Regions from separate parts of the Danio rerio genome. Here region 2 is linked to region 1. The links are chromatin contacts, called in public Micro-C maps. All regions are on one chromosome and are shown on one strand. The core of a region is the stretch at or near the end of the contact, and the rest is flanking DNA. Distances in the headings are between cores, read along the strand shown. Region 1 overlaps dnmt1 (DNA (cytosine-5-)-methyltransferase 1). Region 2 overlaps mpg (N-methylpurine DNA glycosylase).

Evidence for each region. A called contact is a pair of places that touch in the nucleus more often than the background predicts.
Region 2: a Micro-C map of caudal fin shows a contact between it and region 1, with 5 times the contacts expected there. The contact joins two enhancer-like sites.

Annotation. Positions count from the first base shown.
Region 1 is chr3:57,143,987-57,151,417 of GRCz12tu, reverse strand. It overlaps dnmt1 (DNA (cytosine-5-)-methyltransferase 1), which reads left to right. Exons shown (of 34, transcript NM_131189.2): 3 at 1,185-1,292; 4 at 1,361-1,598; 5 at 1,711-1,783; 6 at 1,953-2,037; 7 at 2,115-2,152; 8 at 2,243-2,291; 9 at 2,367-2,450; 10 at 2,573-2,682; 11 at 2,770-2,888; 12 at 2,979-3,071; 13 at 3,158-3,309; 14 at 3,393-3,580; 15 at 4,387-4,567; 16 at 4,642-4,739; 3 more. Among named protein-coding and RNA genes, the nearest start is that of dnmt1, 5.7 kb to the left of the region's middle. Within about 2 kb of position 4,692, at least 1 of the 62 cell types and tissues checked has an H3K27ac peak or open chromatin away from gene starts, as enhancers often do. A contact at or near this core is called in caudal fin, where this site is marked.
Region 2 is chr3:57,587,056-57,594,486 of GRCz12tu, reverse strand. It overlaps mpg (N-methylpurine DNA glycosylase), which reads right to left. Exons shown (of 3, transcript NM_001082850.2): 3 at 4,435-4,939. The coding sequence ends at 4,530. It overlaps nprl3 (NPR3-like, GATOR1 complex subunit), which reads left to right. Exons shown (of 13, transcript NM_001025534.2): 13 at 1,324-2,242. The coding sequence ends at 1,489. Among named protein-coding and RNA genes, the nearest start is that of mpg, 12 kb to the right of the region's middle. Within about 2 kb of position 4,941, at least 12 of the 62 cell types and tissues checked have an H3K27ac peak or open chromatin away from gene starts, as enhancers often do. A contact at or near this core is called in caudal fin, where this site is marked.

The DNA of each region.
Region 1 (7,431 bases), core at 3,443-5,942:
TGATCAGCAGACTTTTAACGTGAAAACGCCTTTTAGTAACCTATGAAAACTCACCACATCCTGAATAACTTACCCCGTTTGTCATATTTACAGGAAAGCCTAAATGCTTTCATACATGTAGATTAATCCTAAAGTTTTAACGATTGCTGAAGGAAACGCCTTTTGCCTCATTCAAATCAAGGAAAAATTAATCATGCGTGTTGTGAACTGTACATCGGAGTGTTTGATCTACCCAGGTGAGATCACATGCGAGAGGTGAGAAAGAAAAACTTAAGACCCTTAAAGTAATAGTTAACCCAAAAAAAGTATCAACACATGACTTGCTCCCCCTCACACCATCCTCAGTGTACAGATTTTTGGATAAAAACCTTTCAAATTTGTACCAAAACTGTTGTCCTGATAACCACTCTTGTCTTGGGACAATTTCTTATTTTTTTAACAACTTCAAGTGTTGGTGACAATGCACATTATGCATGACTGTCAGAGTCGTATGCAGAATGTATGGCTTAAGGAGTGAGTAAATGATGGAGTGATTTACATTTTTTGGGTGAAATATTTCTTTAACATATTTGTTGGTTTGCATGAGCCCAAAATACATTTGAAGTAGGGTCCAGAAGGAATTAAACACTCCTATAAACTAATAGAGGTGTTGCAACTGTCCATAACCCACTCTCTCTGAAGAAGTGCTCGGGTTTTTCCACGGGTCAGGGAGTAGTGTTGTTATGCTCTGAAACCATGTGCCTCTATTGGAAATTGTGCATGTAAAAGATGGCATATGTGAATGGCCCTTAGTTAAAATCCTCCTCAGCCATGGTGAAAATTAGCCTTTGATCCAGTATGCGTGCGTTTTGTGTACAAGCTTGAACTTTAAACTAGCGCACTGTTAGTATAATTTTTAGTTGCAGCAGTTTTGTTCCATGGAGAAACTCTGTGTTGAGAAGCATTTACGATTAATTAACAGTGACGAATTAAACCGCGGTTGATAGTGAAATCGGTTATCATTGCATCCCTACTCTCGGATTGATGCTTAATGACAAAAAGGTGGTTTCAGTCTTTAATTTGGGGTACAACCCTTGTGGCATAGGTGAAGTACATGCTAAATATTGCAAGTCTTACAGTTGAGTTATTCGGTGAACTCTGCTTTCTGAGTTTGTGGCTCGACTTCAATTTTTGTGTGTGTGCAGGAGTGTGTAAAAGAAAAGCTCAGGTTACTACAGGAGTTCCTGCTCGCTGATACTCAGGACCAGCTCAAAAACCTTGAGGACAAGTTAAAGAGCTCTGAGCTCTCCACAGTGAGTTACTTTGCCTTTTCAGAGCTCCCTTCTAGAAAACAAGTGGTCTGACTTGAGCTTCTTTTCAGGAGGTTTACATGTCAGAGGTGAAGGCTGTACTGAAGAAAGCTCTGGGAGTTGTCAAGGAGGGTGATGGAGTGGAGCAGAATGGACATTCAAATGGCTTCTCTGAAAATGGATCTCACAAAGACAATGGCGAACAGGAGGGAGCCATGGACACTCAGGAGGAAGGAGACGCTATAAAGTCTCCCAGTGCCCCAAAGGGAAGGGGCGGACGTCGCAGTAAAGCAGACTCTGAGCCCAAGAGTGAGCTGCATGGATTTATTGCTTCTAAGTGCTCTTGATATGTTGCATCTCTGCATTATATGCTGGATGTAGGTTGTGTACTTTATTTTATTAATTGCACTTGTTTTGACAGAATCTCCAGCCAGTTCCAGGGTTACACGCAACACTGGGAAGCAACAAACTATCGTGTCAATGTTTTCTAGAGTGTAAGTCCACGATTTTACTTTAGAGTTGGTGTACTTTTTTTAAATTGTGCAGATTTTGTTAATTTGCAGTCTGATATGGTAGTTTTGTGATCAAGATGTATGAATAAATTTTTATTATCATTTTTTTTTTTTTGTTAAATAATTGGGCCTTTATTCTTTCTTTTAATAGCCCAAAACGAAAGTCTGATGAGCTGAATGGAGAACCAGCAAATGGTGACACAGAAATTAAGACTGAGGAAACTATCACTGAGGAGGTCAGGTCGTTTTACAATTCATTGTTATTAAATTCATAAAAATTAATTTAACAGTATATTATTTTGGGGTTTTCAAGGTCCGTGAAGAGAAACGCCTTAAAACAGAAGATGAGAAGTGAGTATAGTGATGTAAAAGTAAAACTTGAAAACAGCCATTTTACAAATGTACTATGAGGTTTATGATCCCTTGTTGTTCCTCTCTCAGGCCTGAAGCTGAGAATGCTGCTAACCTCAAACCTGTGTCTACAGCAAAGGTGACGCTTCTTTTCACTTCCAATTTGATTTGCCACTTGAATTAATAACTAAACAACATCTTTAACTTGTTTTAGACTCCTCCGCCGAAATGTCCTGACTGCAGGCAGTATCTGGATGATTCAGACCTAAAGTTCTTTCAAGGGGATCCTGATGATGCTGTGAGCTTCCTACACCTATTTTTTTTTTTTTTTAAACCTTAATCTCAAATTAAGTTTTGTATAGGTTAAGTTTTTGTAGTGGCTGTACACTTGAATGATATGTTTGATTTTGTCTATGGTAGTTGGATGAACCAGAGATGTTAACCGATGAGCGTCTCTCCCTCTTTGATTCAAATGAGGATGGTTTTGAAAGCTATGAAGATCTTCCTCAGCACAAGATCACGAACTTCAGGTAAAGAAGAGATGGATGACTCCAAACTGATCAATGTTTTACTTGCCCACCCCCCACTAATGACTTTGCATCACCTCTCGTTTGTAGTGTGTATGACAAGCGTGGTCATCTGTGTCCGTTTGATTCTGGCCTCATTGAGAAAAATGTGGAACTGTACTTTAGTTGTGCTGTAAAGCCCATCTATGATGACAACCCATGCATGGATGGTACGTGCCACTTTCATTACAATGAATACAGATGTTTTTTTATTTATTTATTTCAAATGCATTGTGTATTTGATTTCAAATTGTTCTCAGGTGGGGTTCCTGCCAAAAAGCTTGGTCCCATCAATGCTTGGTGGATCACTGGTTTTGATGGTGGGGAGAAGGCTTTGATTGGCTTCACTACAGGTATGTTTCAAAGCAAAGTTGACTCTTATCCTTGTCCAGTTTTATTATGCATGGCCATTTAACTAGTTTCATTTTCTTTTCGACAGCGTTTGCTGACTATATCCTAATGGACCCCAGTGAGGAGTACTCTGCTATTTTTGCTCTGATGCAGGAGAAGATCTACATGAGCAAAATTGTGGTTGAATTTCTTCAGAAAAACCAGGATGCCACATATGAGGACCTGCTGAACAAAATAGAGGTACACTTTATGGGAGCATTGAAGTTCTTTGCCACTTGTCCCATTTTAGAAGTTGTGGGATAACCTGTTATTTGTCTTTTTAGACTACTGTCCCGCCCGCGGGGCTCAACTTCAACCGTTTCACAGAAGACACACTCTTGCGCCATGCCCAGTTTGTGGTAGAGCAGGTCGAGAGCTACGATGAGGCTGGAGACTCTGATGAACAACCCATTATAATCACTCCATGTATGCGTGACTTGATCAAGCTGGCTGGTGTTACTTTGGGCAAGAGGTGAGTTTACTAGAATTGGTGGTCTCTTAAATGCCTTCAATGAGATAACTGGGTAATGGTGGGTTCGATATACTGGTACCCAGAAAGCAGACCTCAAACTGTTCTCTTAGCAACTGAAACCAATTTGTTATTTTATCCTGCATGAGGCATGGGCTTCAATATTGTGGACCATCAGGGAGGGCTATCGGTGTTTCTCATAGGACATATAATGTATTCATGTAGCTTAAACCAATTTGTGAATGCGGGAGCTGCTATTTTGGTACTAGATAACAGGTTTGCACAATTTATTTTTTTGCAAGTCTGAAAATTCAGTGACTTAAGATTTTGAGGTTTAGTTGTGGTACCATGTTATTTGTTTCTAATGGTCCTTTAACTTTCTCTAATGCAGCAGGCAGCTGTACTGGTATGTAAATCCTGATGTTTCTGCAGAGTGTGTGGCTTGGTTATTTATATTTCCATATGCTGAACTGCAGTCGCCTGTGTTGGTGGTAAACTGCTTCATTAGCTGAAATGGGTGGGTGAGGAGAACAAAAACATGAGAACTTGTTTATTTATTTTTTTTAAACCTTCCTGACTTGCATGATCTGCATAACAGATGTTAATTTGGCACCCTGTTGTTTAAGTTGTCCATTTGGGAAATCTGAACATCTTTTTTCAGTTTAAATGGGTTTAGTTACTTCAGAGCTGTTTGTCTTAACTCAATCCATTGTGTCTTGTGCATTAAACGCATGGCTCTTTTTTGCTTTTATTTGTGCCCTCTGTATCTTGTTTGCTCTGCTCATGTTTTTTTTTTTTCCCCTGTTCAGGAGAGCAGCCAGAAGACAAGCCGTCCGCCATCCCACTAAGATTGAAAAGGACAACAAGGGCCCGACTAAAGCCACCACCACTAAACTGGTCTACCTGATCTTTGACACATTCTTCTCTGATCAGATTGACCAGAACAATAAGGATGGAGGTGTGAAGAGACAACGGTGTGGTGTCTGTGAGGTTGGTTGTCTGAAAATAGCAGGCACAGTTTAACTGAAATGCAAGCATGATGATTGGCGACCTTGGTATTTCAGGTGTGTCAAGCTCCAGACTGCGGCAAGTGTTCAGCTTGTAAGGATATGATCAAGTTTGGAGGCAGTGGCAGAAGTAAACAAGCCTGTCAGAAGAGGAGGTATGCTTACTGTGCAGTCTTTGCTGTTGCGTAATCATTCTCCTCAGCAGTTTTGTATTTTCCATGTGTTTTAAAGGCCTTTCTTTGCTTTCTCTGTTTTTATATTATAATGATTAACATTTTGAATGAGGCTAAATGTCATTCAACAATTAAGGTTTTTAATAGTTTTTACTATTTATAGTGCCAATTTTGTCTATACTCATGCCATTTTAAATTGGCATTTCATTTACCTAGGCATGTATATTTAATTGATCTCAGATTAAATGTTACAATGATATCTAATTGTCTTAAACAACTTCCTAGTTGTTGACCTTTTAGGCCCCGTTTACACTAGTGCGTTTTAGTATTAAAACATCGTTTTAGAATGAAAACGATCCGCGTCCACACTCGCTTTTTACCCAGCGTTTCTGAACTGCTCTCCGTCCACACCAAAATTCTGAAAACGCACATCACATGACCACACACACACACACACACACACACATTCGGGCCAGCGCTGCAGCCCATCTACCCAGATGAGAGCTGTGCTAGTCGGACTTCTCATCAAGCATCTCCTGCTGGATCTAATCTCACTATATTTATTAAACGTGATATTTCATTCATCTTGTTGTCTTTATCTAACGACATATTCCCTGACTTTGGTCACTAGAATATATTAGCCTACTTGTTCTCAGGTAACGTGTTTTGGCTAAGCGCAAAGATAAGTTAATGATCAATGTAACCACGTAGCCTATTCTGTATTATTGACTGATCGCTTGCCTTTATTTCCTATAATGTATAAAATTATTGTATGTTATATTTTTATAATGGCCATTATCGATTATTAAAACTTATATTCAGCAAAAGAGAGGGTATGTTTCGTATTTTAACTGAAATTGAAAGGAGGCAGTTGTTATCGGCTCCGTTTTGTTATAAATATCCACACAGTGAAGATGACGCTCGCATGCAGCCCGACGCCTCAACATTTCTGCTGTCTGTTAAGTTGCTAATATCAAAATGAAAATAGGCAGTTCCTTAAATCATGTTTACATTTGATTTTATTGTTGAGAAAGTGAAACAACGTAGCCAGGGTGAATGAAGTTATACAGTACACTGTTCTCTTTGAAGATTTACCCGTGTCCTCGGTATAGTCTGTTTTCCATATCAAACTGAGAAGAATAGACTGCAGCCTTGATCAAACTTGCAAAGTCTGAACTTGCAAGGAGAGGATGCAGGACTGAACTGTGTGTGTTAGGCTACTTAATATTGAGGAAAAGCCCCAATCAGAGAAGCGAATGTCTACAGCCCAGCCTCCATTTTCAGATGTCTCCGTTTTTGCTCATCCACACTTAAGACGGAGCACCAGCGTTTCAGAATGAAAACGGCCTCTCCAGCGTTTTCGAAACGCTCTGTTTTCGGCGCTCGAACTCCGGCGTAGTGTGGACAGTTGGCGTAACCGTAGCTAAACTTATGCGTTTTCAAACTAAAACGCATTAGTGTAAACAGGGCCTTAGGCACATCATGAATATATCAACCTTGTGTTGATTGCACAATATTTGGTGACTCCAGGTTTGTTGTTTTGAACTATTAAAGGTCAGAGCACACTTGGTCTCTGAACCAAACAGTAGAATAGCCCTTTTGAGAAGCAGATCCTGTTGGTGATATCGAACTTCATGATTTTGGATTTGTTTGCCAGGTTAAAGCCTAATGTTTGTTTTGTCCATCCAGGTGTCCCAACCTGGCAGTGAAAGAAGCTGAGGATGATGAGAACATGGATGAGGAGGATGTGTTGCCAGTTAAGGATACAAAGAAAATGTCTCAGACCAAGAAGAAGAAACAAACCAAGAACAAAATCAGCTGGGTTGGTGAGCCATTAAAGGTATGCAATCTTTATCTGGCAGCGGACACAATATTTTTTTTTTTTTTTTTTTTTTTTTTTCCAGGACTATGGCCATGTCTACTCAAATGGGTATTTGCAAAACAGTAGATTTTTCTACTTGGTTTGGTCATTGGTCCATAATCCGATGCAGTATTAGGGAAATAAAATCTTAACACTGTAGTCTTCAAATTTTTTAGAAATGGTGTTGTTGTAGCTGGTAAACTCCTTTTTGTTTCATGGCTTTTGCTGTTTTTGCCTTAGTTTGTCAAGTTGTGCTACTAACCCTTTTAGCTTTCATGTGGCTGGAGACTTTTCTCCCCTCCCAAATTTAGAAGACTTTAAATTTTTATTTTTTTTTTGCCGTCATCTTTTCAGACTGAGGGAAAGAAGGAATATTACATGAAAGTGCGTGTGGAAAATGAGGTGTTGGAGGTGGGAGATTGTGTATCTGTAAGCCCTGATGACCCATCACATCCTCTCTACCTGGCCAGGTAAAATTATCAAAGCAATTTCTTTTGTAAAACCAAAAGGTTTAACATGTTTACTAGACTCTCTAATTAGTAAATCATTGGTTTCTTTAAATTTGTAGGATTACAGCTTTGTGGGATGATGGTGAGAAGATGTTTCATGCCCATTGGTTCTGCCGTGGCACTGATACGGTCCTTGGAGAGTCATCAGACCCTCTTGAGCTCTTCCTAGTGGATGAGTGTGAAGACATGCAGCTAAGTTTTATCCATGGCAAGGTCAACGTCTTCTACAAGGCACCATCTGAAAACTGGTATATGGAGGTACATACGCCAAAGTGTGGGCAGTGTTTGTGTTTAACAAACTGGG
Region 2 (7,431 bases), core at 3,692-6,191, 440 kb before region 1:
ATTTCTTTTTTTTTAAATGCACTCAGTGCGATATGTTCAGACCCAACTGTGTTAACCGCATCAGCTAAACTGTCCCACTCTGTTTTTTTCTTTTGTTGTTAATTCCGGAGAACAAACTTGCAAATAACACCGCTTTTCTCCGGTCTACCTCCGAAAGCAGCACCTCCAATTCACATTCTGTTCAAAGTTTCTCTTTTTGCTTGCTTTTGCCTTTGCTTTTTCGTTGGGTTTTGCCATTAGCATAGTCATTAGCATATTCATACGGGGGAGGAGGCAGGGAGGGGTTTTGTGCTCGTGCATGTTGCGCTCAGTTTCACGTTCATTCATATGTACAAAAGAATATGCGTGAGATTCGGCGTACGCAGTGTTTCATACATCTGAAATTTTTTCTGCGTACGCACATTTACAGCTTTGTGCGTACGCAATGTTTTAGTAAGATTTCCACGCAAGTCTTCGTACATGAGGCCCCTGGTGAATCTGCCTTTGACTGACAGGGTCGGAAGAAAAATCTATTTCATGCAGTCTATTGGACCGTGCCTGTGCACAGAGTAATTGTACTGCAAATGGCCCAAGTTCGAATCCCAACTTATACAAATGTTGTGAAATTATGACTTGATGTATTTTAATAATGTTACTTTTTTATGACCAAAGCAAGACATATTTATTCCCAAAGTGTTCATTCGGTTGTCAGATCAATGTTAAAACAAAACATGTTACAAGAACAGAGCATTTAAAAACTAAGCTCTATAGCTGCATCACCCTGGATTCAAACCCATTACTCTCACCGCTTCACCAAACGACTTGAATCCTCAACTCTACAATATGGGGTTTAACACCTCGATTTGCTTAACTGTTTCTTTGCTTAAGCTGTTCCAGAGCATTACATGAAATGACCACTAGGTGACACTGTAGAGAAGAGCTTCGAAACATTTCAAAGCATCGACACAATTCTGTCAAGTGTTTCGTGAAGCCTCGCTTTGCCCACCACTATCAATATCTTACTCTCATGTGTTTCCAAACCCCTCAGACTTTCATTTGTCTTCAGAACACAAATGAAGGTATTTTAGATGAAATCTGAGAGCTTCCTCATCCTCCATAGACCCAAAGTTCCTGACTCATTCAGAAAGACACCAACAGTTATCCTCTAAACAGACCTTTTTCCATTGATCAAATGTATGCTATCCCGTTCAGTCTGATAGAAACATCTATCCAGTGTGATAAACTGATATGCTTACGTTTCAGTCTGACTGGTCCATCAATCTGATTTAAACATTGATTATTAGAGTAATTGTAACAGTGGCTTGTGCTGTTGTCTTTCTTTAGGCTGCTGCATTACTTCAGGGGCCATCATCACCTAGAGGAGATCATGTACAACGAGAACCTGCGCCGCTCACAGCTGAAGACTTTATTTGACAAGTTTCGCAGTGTGTTGGTGATCACCAACCACGAGGACCCCATCATCTCTCTGTTCCAGTCTCCACCAGAGTAAACCAACAGTAAAGTGAGTGTGAGGAGGCTGTCAACTGTCTGATCTTCATCGGTAGCTTAAACTAATTTTGAGCTGTGACCAGTTAATGAACATCTCAGCTTCATAAGAGCCTTATTAATGAGCCTTGCATAATCTACTGTCCATAACTCTTGTTTACCAAAGATTTTCCCTTTAATGTTTTTACCTCATACGTGGTTTATTTTAATAAACGATCCAGGGGTCGTGATGTGCGGTTCATCCTTGGGCAGTCGTTAAATGGATGGTTTAAGTATCCCATCCAAGCATCTCCTGTTTGGAGCTCGTTCCCAAATGTGATAAATCATCTCTTCAAGCGAACAAGACTAAAAACACATGATGCCATGATGTTAATTCCAGACTGAATGCCCCGAGGAATTCAGTGTGGAGAAATGGAGGCCCAGAAGAAGAAGAAGAAGAAAAAAGGAGGCTGTAATAGCCCTGAGGTGCAAATAGGTTTCCAAACATCTGCAAAATCAATGAGCACCAGGAATAACAGGACTATTTAACAAAGCAACATGCTCTTACTGAAATAACAGACATGTTCAGAGCTCAAACTCAATTATTTATGTCATACCAAACCTGTGTGACTTTGCTTTTAGTTATTTTGTACCTCAATACAGTAAAAAGACCACTGAGGACTTTCAAGATCCAATCACCCTGTCCATTCACCCATTCATTTATTGTTAATTTATAATTCTTAAAAATAATTGTTCAATAAAAGATTAATAATCATTTTAGATGTTCATTCATTCATTTTCTTGTCAGCTTAGTCCCTTTATTAATCTGGGGTCGCCACAGCGGAATGAACCGCCAACTTATCCAGCAAGTTTTTATGCAGCGGATGCCCTTCCAGCCGCAACCCATCTCTGGGAAACATCCATACACACATTCACACACACTCATACACTACGGACAATTTAGCCTACCCAATTCACCTGTACCGCATGTCTTTGGACTGTGGGGGAAACCGGAGCACCCGGAGAAAACCCACATGAATGCAGGGAGAACATGCAAACTCCACACAGAGACGCCAACTGAGCTGAGGTTGGACCCAGCGACCTTCTTGCTGTGAGGCGACACCACTACCTACTGCGCCACTGCCTCGCCCCCTTTAGATGTTTTATTCACATTTTTTTATGTAGGTTTTAAGTTGTTAAAGGCAATCTCATGATTCATTCAGTTTGTTGAGACAATAGATAACCAGTAATAACACTGTAATACATATATTATTACTTTGATTAGAAGTAAGTTACACACAGGCAGATTTGTTTTGTTTAACCTCAATGTATAATCAGGCACCACAAGTATTAACTTTTATTTTGAATCTATTTGTCTTTTTTTATGACTCCAAATGTGCTATTTGCCATTAGCTTGCCATTTTGAATCACCAAGCACCATGGTTTCAGCTAAAACATTTCCTTTAAAGTTGTACTAAAGGAAGTGTTACCTGCAACTTGAATTTCTTGCGAGTTAATAAATTATCACCAATTTCTTTTATTTTTAGGCGAACTAAAAACTTTGTGGTTTTAGTAGACACAGATATTATTATTATATTATTATAATAACAAGAAACCTCAAGCGTGTCAATTTATAAATAGTTTACCTAACAAAGTAATTTTACTGACCCTGAAAATGTTAAGTATTGTAAAGACTGTATTAAACTTTTGCAAAATTCTTTTGTGCTGTTGTTTTAAATAAAATAATATCATGTTTTTATTATTATTATTTCTGTTTGAGACTTTTGTTTCTCCTAAAAAGTTTTTATGATATTAAAATGTTGTTAGACCTTCTGGTTTTACCCAAGGAAACAAATACTGACCTCAAAGTAATTTTGACTGAGTATTAAAAAGAGCAGCTTGGACATTCTTCTAAATGTCTCATTTAGTTTTATGGTTTTGAAATGACACAATAGTGAGTTAAAAGCTTAATTGAAGAACACCAGGATGATCTTTCAGCAGACTGTCCGCTCTGTGTCAGATTGCGAGTTTATCCACCGCTCTGCATCTTTGTTCAACACACGGGTGTCCCCTCAGTGGTTTGGTTGCCTATTCTCCATGAGACTCAACTCCAAGCCGTGATGACGTCAGCTCTAATGATGGTCTCTTTTTCTGGGTCCAGCCACATGTTGGCATCAGTTGCCAGATCCCTGCGGTCAAAGCAGCGCTGTAAATCCAGAGCTTGGCATAACTTGAACGGGCCATTGCAGAACTCTCTGTCCTTAGAGCTTTTAGCTCCAGGCTTGCGTTTGAAATAAAGTAATATCATGTACTTATTATTATTCCTATTTGAGACTTTTGTTTTCTCCTAAAACGTAATCATTAAAATGTTATTACACCTTCTGATTTTAACCCAGGAAACAAATACTGACCGCAAAATTTTGATAAAGACTTAGTAATATAGAAATGAGCCGCTTAGACATTCTTCTTAACATCTCATTTTGTGTTCTACAGGTTTGGAATGACACAATAGTGAGTTAAAAGCTTAATTTAAGAACAAACACCAGGATGACCTTTTTAGCAGGAAGTGTGTGTGTGTTTTGTTCAACACACTCACACACGGGTGTCCTCTAACTCAACTCCAAGCTGTGGCGCCATCACCAACGTTGGTCTCTTTCTGGGTCCATCTTCAGCCACACCTCAGCATCGGTTGCCAGATCCCTGTGGTTAAAGCAGTGCTGTATATCCAGAGCTTGGTATAACTTCGATGGGCCATTGCAGAGCTCTCTATCCTTAAGGCTTTTGGCTCCAGGCTTGTGTTTTACATCAAATAATTTCATGAATTTATTATTTCTGTTCAAGACTTTTGTTTCCCTGAAAAAGTTATGTCATTAAAATGTTATTACACCTTCTGATTTCTACCCAGGAAACAAATACTGACCTCAAAATTTTTGTAAAGACTTAGTAATATAGAAATGAGCTGCTGAGACATTCTTCTAAATGTCTCATTTTGTTTTATGGGATTGAAATGACACAAAAGTGAGTTAAAGCTTAATTTAAGAACAAACAAACACCAGGATGACCTTTCAGCAGACTGTCCGCTCTGTGTCAGATTGCGAGTCCATTCGCCGCTCTGCATCTTTGTTCAACACGCTCACACACGGGTGTCCCCTCAGGTAGAAGCGCAGCGGTTTGGTTGCCCATTCTCCGTGAGAGTCAACTCCAATCCGTGGCGCCATCACCACTTCTCCAGCATCAACGATGGCCTCTTTTTCTGGGTCCATCTCCAGCCACACCTCAACATCGGTTGCCAGATCCCTGCGGTCGAAAGAGCGCTGTATATCCAGAGCTTGGCATAACTTGGACGGGCCATTGCAGAGCTCTTTGTCCTTAAGGCTTTTGGCTCCAGGCTTGCGTTTGGCCGCTCGCAGGCCCCTCATGACATCCTGACCACTCAGAGGCTCCAGCGAGCGCAGAAGCACAGCCGCCCCTTCCCCTAAACACACACATAGAGTAAAGCAGTTAGCGAGGCTCCACGCTGTCTCCTTCCTGCTGGCTCCTGCACATGTGCTCCAACCCTTTCTCTAGGTTTATTTAATGCGCCAGTTTGACCTATAATGAGAAGCAGTTGGAAACGGCAGCAAAACAAAACACTTGTTTTCTTGCACAACTGGCGGTGAGGGATCTTGTGGTTGCAGTTTTCCGGCTCCTGCGAAGAATTCTTCTGCTTGTTAATTTGTCTGACGTATGGAATACTGGCTCTGGGTCCAAGCTTCTAGTGACAATTTTGAACAAGGAGACCCATTTTAGTTTTCAAAGTGGTAGTTCACCCAAATATGTCATTATTTACTCACTCTTGACTCTCGTGAAGATATTTTGAAGAATGATGGAAACCGGTAGGCATTGACATACATAGTAGCAAAAACAAATACTGTGGTGGTCAATGGCTATCACAACATTCAACAAAATATCTTCTTTTGTGTTTTTGACAGAATAAATAAACTCAAACTGGTTTGGAACAGGCGACGCAGTGGCGCAGTAGGTAGTGCTGTCGCCTCACAGCAAGAAGGTCGCTGGTTCGAGTCTTGTCAGTTGGTGTTTCTGTGTGGAATTTTTGCCAGTGATGGGTTGTGGCTGGAAGGGCATCCGCAGCATAAAAACGTGCTGGATAAGTTGGCGGTTCATTCTGCTGTGGTGACCCTGGATTAACAAAGGGACTAAGCCGAAAAGAAAATGTATGAATGAATGGTTTGGAACAAGTCAAGGGTCAAGTCAAACTTTATTTTTAGAGCACTTTTAGAAGTGAGCCAAAGTGCTGTACAGAAAATATACAACAAAACAAATACAATAGTACATAAAATAGAAGATAAGCACATAAATTAAGATAACCAGGTATTAGGATCAGGGGTCTGTTCTTCGTACGTGGATTTCTCAGTTAGCAGGATTTAGTTATTGACGATTTGACACGATCCAGGATCGTTTCGTTCTTCAAAAATCATCCAAGACTTGTTGTCATAGCAACAGTTCTGCTAGCTCAAATCTGCTCGGAAACAGGTTCAATTTATATAAACAGAATTAGATCGGGTCAGTTAAAGCAAAGATAATACAGAAAGTATGTACAGAATTCTGATATTTTCTTACAGTAGTAGTTATATTCACGTGAATATAGTAAATATATATATTTTAAACTATATATAAAGTAAAAAAAAATATATATATCAATAAAACTTATGCAATCTGCACTCCGAAATAAAAGTACAAAGACTGTCTCATGGTGGTTTAAATAGAAAAAATTATTGATTTTAACTTTTTTGATACAAACGCATACAATATTTTTAGTACAATTTGTGTATGATAATTTCCACTATAATCAACTTTTTTTTTTTCTTTAAGGAATACTTCATTTGTGCAGTCATAAACATGTTTTGACAGTTAATACGACTGATTTGATGCTTCACAAAAGTTGCAGACACCTTTACCAACAAAAAAGGCTTTTGTAATGTTAAATTAATTTAAACGTCCATTTATTCTTTACACCAATTAAGAAACCGGCCTTTTATAATACTACTATGGCTATTATAATAAAGAAAATCCGTTCTAAATGTAAAACTAAATAAATTGCTAAATGCTCTTGACACATGAAAGTGTAAAGCCTGCAGCCCACTATACATGTGAAAAGTTTTCGCATATTCAATTAACAAACCATTTCCTATGAATTTTATGTAATTTTGCTCTCATGGATAATTGAATATTAATCAGATGATGTCATTACGCTGCTGTGCCGTCAGCCAATCGTTGCATTTCTGATCATGATTTCGAGAATCGATTGATTTCTCCTTCACAACACACACAGCGATATCAGATCAGTTTATCCAAACATTTTTAATCTGATTCACGAACTTGTTTGAAAAAACAAATTAGCCAGAGATCAGTGATCTAGATTAAAAGATCCAGGATCTGCCAAATCATCTTAGATCATAACGTGGGGATATATGGTCATATTTAGGTATGGGAGGATAACCATTTTCAAGGTATACTGCGATTTGGAAAAGTCAATGTAATAAAACCGCCAAAATTTTCTGTAATACCCTTCCTAAGATATGTGTAAAAATTTTTATTTACATTTTGTTTTAAGTTTTTTAGGACAACAGTATCTCCAGCAGAAAAGATATCCAAAGAGGGCATTTTAAATAATAAAAAAATCTGTGTTTTTGAAACATGAAAACAGCTGAATTTTTTATTATCATTCATTTATCATTTTTTATAATTATTTAGCCTCAAAAAATATTTTAAAAGTTTCTCAAAATAAAATGCATTGTGTTCAAAGGGGGAAAGTTTTTTTTTTTTTTTTAACCAGACATTTAAAAAGAAAATATTTTAGAGCAGTAATTAAAGTATTGTAAAACCATGAAATCGTGATATTTTAAACCGGCCCATGCCTAGTCATATTTGCAAATACCAGATAACAGGCGTGCTGCAGCATTTTAT